Regions from separate parts of the Muntiacus reevesi genome. Here region 2 is linked to region 1. A link is a contact called in public Hi-C data. All regions are on one chromosome and are shown on one strand. The core of a region is the stretch at or near the end of the contact, and the rest is flanking DNA. Distances in the headings are between cores, read along the strand shown.

Region 1 (5,885 bases), core at 1,675-4,174:
AAAGCTACTTGACCTCAGCTGTGAACCCAGCATCATTTACACAAGCAACCAGAAGCTGTGTTCATGACTTATGTGTCTGTGCACAAGATGGGCACCTTATTCCTGGCACTTGGATGACCCCTTCCTCCCTTCTTTTTACAACCCAAACCCTACTTTTTTTTTTTTTTTTAGGTCTGCAGCAGATTCACCACCAAATAACCTTCCCTGATAAAAGCATCTCGGTTCAGCATTCCTTCACTTCTTTAGATTCTCTCTGCTGAAGCATTAAGTCTACCACACTGAGACATACACTTAAAATTTTCTCTAGCTGATGTGCATATGGTTAGTAACAGTAAGTTCCTTTTCAGCAAAGGATACACCTTTTAAAACCCTTCTGTTCTGCCTCCCTCCTTGAGTGTTTCTCAGTTTCATAGGATCACCAACATCTATTCATCTGACTGGTTTATCAGTTGAGTTGCTCAGGCGTGTCAGACTCTTTGCGACCCCATGGACAGTTGCAAGCCAGGCTTGCCTGTCCATCACCAACTTCCAGGCGACTGGCTTATACTTGAATCAATTTGTTCACACCTTGTCCAAGATCTTTGAAGGTTTAGTCCCATACAAACTTATCAATGATCTAATTAAACATCAAACTGTCACTTTCAAACTTGGATTAAGTATGCTAAAAAGGGGTGTGGGTTCTCTGCACCCCATTCAGTTACTGATCTATATTTTAAATGGCTTGGCAGAGTAGTTTTTTTTTTAAAACTTCACATTCACAGAAATACTTTCTCTGTATATAGATACATATTACAACTTATCACTACCTATTATTACATTGTTATTTGTTTCTGACCTGTCAAAAGAATGAATGCAAACTCCTAGAGGACAGAGATTTTTTGTTTTTGTTTTTGTACAATGTTTTACTTCTGGAGCCTAGATTGATGTCTAGCTGATACATTGTTGCTGTTGTTTCAGTCACTAAGTCCTACCAAATCCTATCCCACCCTTTGGTAACCCCATGGATTGTGTAGTCCCCCAGGCTCCTCAGTCCATGAGATTTCCATAGTGGTATTCAAAGATGTGTTGAGAGAATGAACATACACTTTGATAATCATACATATACATACAGACCTATAAAGGAAACAGTAATAAAGTTTTAATATTTTTAAACCATTAAAATGAACAACACGACTTCCTACTTTGAAACATTTGGAAAATGGTGATGATCGAACAATAAAACTTTAGCAGCTTTAAAGTTCTGAAGGCAAACTTAGTTAATATGAAGCCAAAAGCACTAATCTACACGAAGCATTAAATCTATACGAAGATCTTAAGTTTAAGAGCTACACTTATTTTCAGAAGCTTTATTTTTCATTCTACACCCCAAAGCCTTTTCGTTATTGAAGAAAAACTGGAGGACTAACCCCCGACATCCAGGATCTATCATCTCCCCAAGATGAGAAAGACCACTCATATAACAAAGTCACTGAAACAGTAACAAAGCAAACAAAACAAAACAAAACAAAAACACCCCACACCAATTTTCTCTCTTCCAAAGCCAAGGAGGCGGAAGAGGAGGGCACATCACAGTAAACAAAGCCAGCCAGGAGCCTCGGGGAGCAGGCCCCAGACAATAGGAGCGGGTGGCAGAGGCAGGTCTGGGGCTGGGTCAACAGGGGGTGGAGCCTCAGAAAGCACCAAGGGAAGAAATCTGCGCCAGCAGCCGGCCAGACGCCGGGCCACAGGGAGAACTCGGCTCCAGAGAGGGACCTTCCGAAATGTATCTGTCTCGGGAGTGGGTGGGCGATCCGGGAAACTGGGCATACACGGCGGGTTCCCCCCCCACCCCCCCACTTAAGCTACGGCGGCGACCCTAAAGACTCAGTGCGAGGAGGCGGGAATCCCCGGCCGAGGCGTGGGCCCGGGGATTCCCCCAGGGACCCGCGGGGACGTGGCCGCGGGGGGGGGGTGGTGGAGAGAGGGAGGCGGGCAGGAGACCCCAGAGCCCGGGGCGGCAGGCATGACTTACTTTGAGGAAGCAGCTGTGGAGAGGCGCGGGCACCGATGTGCGGTGGATAACCAGGTCCTGGCCCGGGTTGTGCACGTCGCAGATGAGTTCCAGCACGGCGATGCTGCGGGCCGTGGACACCGACACGCGGTGGTCCTCGGACCACGCCAGCGGCTCCAGGCCGCTCACCGCGTACTGCAGCCTCACCGCCGGCTCCCGCCGAGTCACCAGGAGGCGGAATGCCGTGCTGGGCCCTGGGGCCGCGTCCGCCGCCGGCTCCTTCCCGCCCGCCTCAGAGCCCTCCACCTCCTCGGGCGGCGCGGGCCGCTCGGCCGCGGGGCCCACCCGGGTTAGGGCCGTATTCATCTCTCCTCGGAGGCAGAGGCCGGGCTCCCGGGCGCGCGCCAACCTCCCCCTCCTCCTCCTCCTCCCCGCCCCGCTCCGCCCCGCCCCGCCCCGCGTTGCAGTCCAGTTGCCGCCTCCCGCACCGCGGCCTCCGCCGGGCCCCCAGATTTCCTCAGCGGCGGTTTTCTCCCCCTGAGGCCCGGAGCGCCGCCGAGCCACGAAGGACCCCGCCGTTGCTAGGCAACCCAGCCCCTGCCGGGTGGCCAAGGCGCTGCCTGTAAAAAAAATAAATTAAAAATATCTCACCTTGTGGTGGGGCCGGATCGCGGGTGGGCGAGGGGCAAGGAGTCCCCCCCACCCCCGCCCCCGGCTCCTGACAACTAAAGTGCTGAGGAGAGTCAAAGGAGGAGGCGCTGGTTCGATGGGACACGCCTCTCCTCGTTCCTGAGAGGAATTTCAAAAGAACGTCAAGGGCAATCACTCTGGGGTTCGGTGTGACTTGGCATCCCCCCATCCCCCGGCACAAGCCGCGCCACGAGGGACGGCCCTGTGGCCCGGGGCGCCGCGGCTCCGGCCGCTAGTGGCGCGGGCCCCTTCGTGAGGGGGGCGGGGGCCCTCAGAAAGCGCGCGCGGGCGCGCAGGACTCGGCGGGACAGCTACAGCGGGGTCCTCGCGCGCGTCCACGTGGGGTCTAGCAGCGCCTCGCTCCGGGTTTCGCGAGATCCGGACGCGCCTCTCTGTCGACATGGCAGCCGTCAGCGGAGTGCTTCCTCAGGTCCCCGAGCCCCGGGCCGCCGTCTTCAGAACCTTCTCCAAACCCCGCCCGGCCCACGCGAGGCGGGTGAGTTCTGATCCGGTTTTCCAGATGCGTTCGCTCCCGGGGGGGTGGGGGGGGTGGGGCCTCCGAGCGCCGGGAAGCTGCCGTTCAGGCCTTCTCCGTCGGGATTCGAATTAATTTCGCGGAGTTGAGGTGGGGAAAAGTCAGACATCGGGCAGCTCCGGGAGGAGTCGCTGAACCGCGCGTGTCTTAAGAGCCGCCACGACCCGTGCAGACGCGCTCGGAGCGGGAGCGGAGCGGGCGGAGGCGGGCGGAGCTGGCTGGGGCCGCTTGTTAGTTGAAGGCGGGGATAAGAGACTTGTCACCCGAAGTTAAAAACGGACTCTCGGGGCGTTGAGTCCCTCAGTAGCCCCGTCTTCTAATCTTCTCTCAGCTACTCTTAAGGGTCAGTTTGTTTCGGGAATGAGGACTGGAGACTAGAAATTTCTTTGAAGAGTGTTCGAAACCGAGATATACATCGGCGCGCCATGAAGGGTTGGGGGGCGGGGAAGAAAAATACAACTCATCAATACAATATCTTCGTTAGAGAGGCAAAGATGCCTGAAATTTAGCCCAAACCAGAGCAGAAAATTGGTTTTTAGGGCTGACTTAGCTCCTAGCTAAGAGGAGGAATACAGGACAGAAAATCTGTTGAAAAATCTTGTCTTAATGACCAGAAGGATACAGTTTGCTGCCAAGAAAAGTGTGCGTATGTGTGTGTCTTCTCAAAAACGCATCATTTAATGCCATTGAAAATTTTTTTGTCAGAGTTCGGTTCAGTTCCTTTCAACCAGTATAGCGCCGCTGAAGTTACTTGAGTTCACATCAGCTCATAGCAAATGTCTGGTTTATTGTCTAGACTTTTTTCGTGGTTATCAAGTTTAGGATTTAGAGGCTTGTGAGTAAAACTTTTCGGCTGGGCGATGTTGTGGCTTCATCTATACTGAAGGGGGAGGGAAGTACAAAAGAGTCAGTTGGGCACAGGGGATTTGGAATAATAGGACAGACCTGGGATTGGATGAGAGCGTTGCAACATGGCTGGTTCTGTGACCTTGAAGAAATTTCTTCACCTCCCTGATCCTCACTTTTCCTACCTATTATATGAGAACAGTAATTTTGACTTCGTATAAAGTTATAAGTCATATTGACTCCATTTTGACTGACCTGATAGAATTGCTCCATCAGGTCAGTAAGGTGCTTATACCAAGTACATGCAAGACATAGAAAACACTTACTAAAAGTTCATTGAGTGGGTTGAGTAAATAAATGTAAGTTATCTGGTTTTATGATCGCTTGAACCACTATATCAAAAGAATATTGTTTAACAGCTCTCTGTCTGTGTTGGCTTGTCTGCATGTTTGTTATGTCTTGAATGAGAATTCTGTGTATGCTGACCAAATTTGCTAATAGCTTGAACTTGGCATAAGTAGCTAATGTACTGGACTTGGAAAGACCTTGACAACTTAAATTATGCTCTAACACTACACGGAGTGTTTTTCCTTAAAAAAGAAAAAAAAAAAAAAATATATATATATGTATATATATACACACACAGATTTATTGTAGGAAATTTGGAAAGTAGATTTAAAAAAAAAACCCACAATTGCCATACTCAGAGATAACTCTGGGTAACATTGTGATGTACATCCTTCTAGAAAAGAAGCAGAGCAAAATAGGGATTAAACTGTACATAATGTTTTCTAACCAAACAGGATACAGTTTCTAAATGGTGTTGCAGCATTACTGTTAGTAACTAGGCTGTGGAATCAATGCTTGGTCAAAGCCTTGATCCCTCAGTGATGCTGGGACAGGTCACCTCCCATCGCCACCTTAGTGTTGTTATCTTAAGATGGGGTAATACCAGTACTGTATGGCTCAGTGACATCACTCATGTAAGTACTTAGCATACTGCCTGGTGCATAGTAACTATTTAATATGCTTGTTAATGTCAAAGACTCAGCATGTAGACTGTTAGGGCTGGATGGGCCCTAGAGGTTGCCTGCCATATCCCTTCATGAGGCAGGTGGGGGAGTGGACTCAAGGACTTGCATATTTTTAAAAAGATCCAGGTATGTCTTTTCTGCTCCGGTACTCAGCTGCCACCCCATGAAGCATTCCTGTATCTTTGCCTCCCTCCCCCTTGCCATGGGCCATGGTAGTCTTCTTGTTTTGTGCCCTTAAAACACTTTGTCCACACTGTTCTTTAGTACAGCTACAGGTTTGGTTTGCAGTCTTACACTTTTGTCTCGTCCACTTGTCTCTGACTTCTTCATGGGCTTGTCAGATCTTTGTACCTTTAGAGCCAGGCTACTTGACAGCTACTGAGTGGTCAGTTTTTTTTTAATGAATATGTTATGGATGCTGGGGGCAAGGGAATTGACAAGTAGAACAGTGTCCAGAGTACAGAAAAGGGTCATTCCATAACGTGTTGTTCATTCATCCTGCAAGTATTTATTGAGCACTTACTTTGTGCCAGACACGGTCCTGTGCAGGGGATGCAGTGCTCTCCAGCAGAGGCTTATCCATTTATAACAATCTAATGGGAAAGACAGACATCACACAGCGAATGACACCCTGTCTTTACTATTTCACTGAGTGCTACAAAGGAGAAGGGCGCCAGGAGAGCCAAGGACAGGGACCCTGGTTTGATAGGTGGAGGCAGAAAGTCTGGAATGGCTCCTCTGAGGATGCAGCAGGTGAGCCTGGATTTGAGGAATGAGTTCAAGAGGGTAG
Region 2 (6,533 bases), core at 3,110-5,609, 240 kb after region 1:
ATCTCTAGCTGAATAATTACTCTTTGCAGGCAAAAGCTGAGTTCTGAATTTGCCTCTATGCCCTCAAGAGAGCTTAGCATGGTGCTGAGTACTTCATAAACATTCAGTAAATATTTCTTGACGCTGAACAAATCCCAAGAAATTAGTAGAGTTCTCTCTAAAAGGCATGTTGCATGAAACAATAATGGAATCAGACTCATTGGTGAACATCTTTTGACTACCTGCGGCACAGATACATAATCAATCCGGGTGGTCACTCAGCTAATTGTGTATCGTGGCCAAAAAGAGCACGGGACTGGAGGCCGGGTGATCTAAGTCTCACCCCACTTTGGTGAGCAGGTCAGGGTAGTGCCTTGGGCAAGTCTCTTGCCTCCTCTGAGCCTTAAGATCCTCAAAAAAAAAAAAAAAGAATTGGACTAGATGGCTGTAAGCCTCCTTCCAGCCCCCAAATGATGTGATTCTGCAACTCTATCTTACAAACGCATGCACTTCTTATTTGTGACATAAACCCCCACAGAAAAACAAAGTCGGTGATAAATTATGAAAAAATCGGGTGCCGTGATCATTTGCACTCTCTAAGGATGCTCAATTCAATAAATTCCACTCCTGTACCTCGCCTGCCTCTCCAGGGCGACAGAAGATTCAAGGCTGTCAGCGAAGCAAACCAAACAGTCTCTCCCCATAATTGTATTGACAGGATATCAGCTGAGTTCGGCTGGCAGGAAGGGTGAACCCTGACAGGTTCTGTGAAGGAGCCTTGAAGGCTATTGGAGCAGGATCCTATGTTGAGTCACAGAGTTCTGGCGGAATGAGAATCACGCAGGGAGAAGCTGGTTTCTTCTCTATTTAATTTTATTCTTCCCAGAGAATCACATTTGAAGGAAAACTGGCTCACGTCACTTTATACAATAGAATAGGGGCCCTTTCTAGTGGAAAATATTTACATCTTCCTGGGGCCACATGAAAACACGGGGTTGATTCAAACCAACCCCACTCAATAGCCGGTTGGCTTGGTTTTAAATGAGGCAAACAGTTGCTGAGCATTTGCTGATAAAATATCTGCTTGGATGTCTGAGGTTTTCACTTTTCACTTGGTTACGGTGGCATCTTGCAGACACGTTCTTGAATAACTGATGTGTGTACGTCCCGGTAAATTCCAAGGGTGTGAAACAGCACTGTTGTGTTTGTTCAAGGCAGTGTGTCTGCATTTTAAATGAAAAAAAGCCCTGATCCTATTCACTGGAGAAAACAATCTGAGCAGCAACCCCCCCAATTTCAGGGGAGTAAATGACTATAGCTATGGTGCTACATTCTCCCAACATAGACACAGCCTTCAGGTTCAGAGCGAGACAAAACCCAAATATATCTCAGTTCCAATCATCCTCCCGCAGACACCCGGGGCAGAGGGCACTCCCGCCTCTGCTGCACACAATGAGAAAGCGCACAGAAACGAAGGTCTGAAAATCTGGGCTCGTGAAACTGACATGCCACAGTGAAGAAATCCACAAGCCATGCCTCGGCAGAAAGTTCAGCAATGTATTATTTTTGAAAAGATTTTTTTTTTTTTAAGGCTCCATCACCATTTTGGACACTTTCCATCTCCTCCTTTCCTTGATAGCTGAAACCCTCCCTCCCCCAGTTTTTCCAGAATTTAAATTGTCTTTAAAATAGAGGAAGCTGTTTGGAGTTTGAAGTGGAAGAGGACAGCTGCGCTGGGAGCCAGTCCCGCCAGACCCGTGCACAAAGGCCCGGCACACAGCCTCAGCGTGCCCCGGGGAAGCGGAGGCCTGGAGACGCTACCGGCAGGGTGACGCCTCGCGCCCAGTGTTTCTGCAGCTTTGACTTAGGTCAGGTTTTGGTAGAAAATCTGGCAGCAGAGGTCAGTATTGAAATGTGGACATAATGTTAACTGCTACTGAAAGTACCTTCGGGCCCCTTAAAAACTGGAGGGAGGAAAGAAAGAAGTCCAGCTGCCCCCGTGAGACACGCCGGACACAGTCACCGGCACAGCCCCTGCCGCTCGAGCCCTGACCCTGCTGGCGCTGGGCCTCAGGCCCTGAAGACAGAAGCCCCGTCCCTAGGCCAGGGACTCCCGTACATTTTCCAACCCAGAGTTCAGCTTCAGGAATTAGGACTGCATGTCTGGAAGCTGTGCAGCTAGCGCCACCCAGAGGCAGGTGGGGAACTTTTACCTACAGATGTGTGTTACACTTATTTGTTGTTTAGTTGCTAAGTCGTGTCTGACGTTTTTGCTATCCCATGGGCTGCATAGCCCGCCAGGCTCCTCTGTCCATGGGATTTCCCAGGCAAGAATACTGGAGTGGGCTGCCGTTTCCTTCTCCAGGGGATCTTCCCCACCCAGGGAGGGAACCTTTGTCTCCTGCTTGGCAGGTGGATTCTTTGTCCGTGAGCCTGGGAAGGTCATTATACATGTTATACACATGTATATTGTACGTACATACATGTGTGCACACATATATGCAGAACATACGTGTATCATGTGTATGTGTGTGCATGCTAAGTCATTTCAGTCGTGTCCGACTCTTTGTGACCCTCTGGACTGTAACCTGCTAGTCTCCTCTGTCCATGAGATACTCCAGGCAGGAATACTGAAGTCAACTGCCCTCCTCCAGGGGATCTTCCCAATCCAGGGATTGAACCTACGTCTCTTACAACTAACTGAATTGGCAGGTGGATGCTTTACCCCAGTGGCACCTGTATATGTATGCATATACCTATATTATATATGTGTCTCTATATATATATAGTAGCTTGGGATGGGCATCACAGACTACTAATTTGCCATGGAGGACAACTCCATTATGTTGTCTGTCCATTTTGTACTGAAGTGGGAAGGTGTTGGCCCATCAGTAACTGCTTGAGTAAAAGCAATGATCAGAGGCAGGGACATTGATCTCCTCTTGATCCCAGCATGTCTGATCTTGATCCCATCTGTCTGAGGCACCTGTCCTCTGAGAATGGCGATTCTCACCTAGAAACAGGTGAAGAACTTTGCTCCACTTTGGGTGGCCAGAGAAGGGGAGCATATTAAATGGAAGAGTCCCCAATGAAACAAGCCAGTTTCTCCCAGCTGCTGGCCCAGGAACATATAAATAGTTTGAAGACAAGACGAGAAAGTCAATGTTTTCAAAGGAGCCAATTAATTCAGCTCATTTTACTATGATGTTAAGATAGCCCAGGCTTCCTGTACCAAAAACAAACAAACAAACAACAACCAAAACCTCTGGGCTCTGAGCAGCTCCTGGCTTTCAGATAAATAATTGCTACTGAATCCGCGGTTATCACCTGCGCCTTCCACCTCCGGCGTCTGGGGAGCTGCGCGCATTTTTAAAGGCACACTGCCCTCCAGTGGCGCAAAGTAAAATTGCACGACCTGCTTTCCTAGCGCCAAACTTCAACTTGACTTTCCTCGAGCCCCCACCCCGGGAAGGCGAGTGAATGCCACGGCGTTGGGAGATCACTAGCCCGGAAACGTGATTGACGCGAGCGGTCTTGCGATCAAAGGGGAGGCGAACTCTTTGGAAACTGCGCCTCCCTCTCTCGCCGGTGCCTGTGGGCCCCCTACGCCAGAGAGATCTGCGCTTTTTGGCGGTGGGTGTGGGGGACGACGCTTCGGGTCATAATTTTGCATAAGGGCATGACTGGGTAAAAATTAACACGGAAATAAAACTTCCAGGATAGATACAGAACCCTCGTACATAACAGCAGCCCAGGCGTGCAGGGGAATTGAGGGAGGCGGCCTGCACCCTGGGAGGGCTGGCAGGTGGAAAGGACGACCACTCTGTCACCCCTTGAGTTCATTCCGGGCGAATACATGTGCAAACAGCAGCCGCCAACCTGGAGGGTCCCGCAGGGATGACCTTGTGCGATCTGCCCGATCACCCCCTTGAAAGAGTTCCATTCTCGACCCACTTTGAGGATGAGGAAACTAAGGCTCAGCGAGACTTCGCGGCCTGCCAGTGACCGCCCCGGGGCCGGGGGAAGTGGGGGGTCCAGGTCTGTCTGGACCAGAGCTGGAGCTTCCGACGCCGCGCTCGGGCGGGGGCGGTGGGACCCGGGCAGAACAGGTGGAAACCCGCGGCCGCGCGGACGCCCACTGAGGGGACGAGCGCAAAGGGGCCGGTGGGTGTAGGGCGGGGCTCACCTTGACGATGAGCGGGTTCTGAAACATGGAATCCCGCACGACCCCCAGCCTCTCGTTCTCCATGCCCGGCCGGATGTCGGCCACGGTCAGGGGCCGCCGCGGGGGTGGGCAGATCTGGCTGACCGTGCGGCGGACCGGCGGCTTCTTCTTCTTCCATCGCGTGAGGTCCTGGCAGGAGTTCCCGGCCTCTGGCATCCTGGGGGGTCGCCGGGAGTCGGCCCGTCGGCTGGATTCAGCGCGCTTCCCAGCTTGGGGGCGGGCAGGCGAGGAGCTCGGAGCTGGTGAGCCCCGAGTCCCGGGACGCACCACCTGGACGCAAGGGTGGGCTCGGACGCCGGGCTCCATCCGGAGGGACGCGTGCCCACCTCGCGCTCCCCCGCCTCCTTGCGAGGAGAGCTAAAAGCCACATAAACCCCTCTGTAGGTTTATGAGAGCGTCCTCTGGGCGCTTTGCTGTGGATTTGAAAAGGGGAGAAAATCATGACCACCCTTTAAGGAAAAATGGAACCGCCCGTCTCCGTGGAGACGGGACGCCAACGGCGCTGGAACCAAGCAGGTCGATTGACTTACGGGAAACTTACTGGCGGCCACCTAATTGGACCTGTTTCGGAGTTTTTTACTCGAGGAAAACTCAGGAATCGCCATTGGGCTATGTTAAAAGCGACAGATTTCTAGAGGACCATTTACACTTGAAAACACTCCCCTCCGCTCTCCACCCCTTCCCATTTTTCCCAGCGCCCCTCGCCCCGTTCCCTACATACACACACACACAGACACACACACACAGACACACACACACACATCGCCCCCCGCCCCCCCCAGGGCAGACTGCTATGCGTTTCAGGATGAAACAGAAATTTGCAGTCTAAGACTGATGTCATCTTCTTGAGTCCTCAGTGTTTTCTTCTGTGAAATGGGTGGTGAGGAAAGTCTAGAGTTGAATGAAATCAATGGTACCCAACTTTGTGCAACAGAATACAGAGAAGCTTATTTAACTTACATGAAGAGCACATCATGAGAAACGCTGGGCTGGAGAAAGCACAGCTGGAATCAAGATTGCCAGGAGAAATATCAATAACCTCAGATATGCAGATGACACCACCCTTATGGCAGAAAGTGAAGAGGAACTAATAAGTCTCTTGATGAAAGTGAAAGAGGAGAGTGAAAAAGTTGGCTTAAAGCTCAACATTCAGAAAACTAAGATCATGGCATCTGGTCCCATCACTTCATGGCAAATAGATGGGGAAACAGTGGAAACAATAGCTGACTGTATTTTTCTGGGCTCCAAAATCACTGCAGATGGTGATTGCAGCCATGAAGTTAAAAGACGCTTACTCCTTGGAAGGAAAGTTATGACCAACCTAGACAGCATATTAAAAAGCAGAGACATTACTTTGCCAACAAAGGTCCATCTAGTAAAGACTATCCAATGGTCATGTATGGATGTGAGAGTTGGACTATTAAAGAAAGCTGAGCACCGAAGAACTGATGCTTTTGAACTGTGGTGTTGGAGAAGACTCTTGAGAGTCCCTTGGACTGCAAGGAGATCCAACCAGTCCATCCTAAAGGAGATCAGTCCTGGGTGTTCATTGGAAGGACTGATGTTGAAGCTGAAACTCCAATCCTTTGGCCACCTGATGCGAAGAGTTGACTCGTTTCAAAAGACCCTGATGCTGGGAGGGATTGGGGGCAGGAGGAGAAGCGGATGACAGAGGATGAGATGGCTGGATGGCATCACCAACTCGATGGACTTGGGTTTGGGTGGACTCTGGGAGTTGGTGATGGGCAGGGAGTCCTGGCGTGCTGCAGTCCACGGGGTCACAGAGTCGGACACAACAGCAGCTGAACTGAACTGAACTGGGTGAGGGGTTCACCGCAGAGTTAGTTGCACAGACAACAAGCCTGCACTCATGGCCTTCCACGCCAACAGGGGACACCATCTGCACTACATTTCCAGAGCAAGCCAGAATTCCACCTGCTCACCCAAGGCCTGGAGCGGCCTTTGAGTGGTGACGTGTGTATGATGCAGGCTTACGCTCTCTCTCGTCTACTTTGCTTTCAGGTTTCCACATATATGTACATTATGCACTTAAAAAAATATTTATTTGGCTGTGCCAGGTCTTAGTCGTGGCACTGGAACCTTTAGTTACAGACATGGAATCTTCAGCGACTGGCATGGGAACTCTCAGTTGCGGCATGTGGGATCTAGTTCCCTGACCAAGGATGGAACCAGAGCCCCCTGCGTTGGAAGTGCAGTGTTTTAGTGACTGGACCACGAAGGAAGTCCCCTTTGTTCATTTTATAATCAAAGCTGCTTGGCAGCTCACACAGAGAAGGTCAAATGGGACAGCAAGGGACAGGCTCCTGGA

The links. Hi-C and Micro-C count contacts between places; a contact is called where the count stands out from the background.
Region 2: a Hi-C map of muscle shows a contact between it and region 1, with 2.6 times the contacts expected there. The contact joins the promoter of CFAP77 here to the promoter of DDX31 in region 1. A contact is called at or near these places in 2 of 3 Hi-C or Micro-C datasets (blood and muscle).

Annotation. Positions count from the first base shown.
Region 1 is chr3:3,975,214-3,981,098 of mMunRee1.1, forward strand. DDX31 (DEAD-box helicase 31) reads left to right here and starts at 2,925. Exons shown (of 20, transcript XM_065928189.1): 1 at 2,925-3,176. The coding sequence starts at 3,081. It overlaps GTF3C4 (general transcription factor IIIC subunit 4), which reads right to left and starts at 2,403. Exons shown (of 5, transcript XM_065928188.1): 1 at 2,012-2,403. The coding sequence starts at 2,356.
Region 2 is chr3:4,215,229-4,221,761 of mMunRee1.1, forward strand. CFAP77 (cilia and flagella associated protein 77) reads right to left here and starts at 4,360. Exons shown (of 6, transcript XM_065927106.1): 1 at 4,166-4,360. The coding sequence starts at 4,360.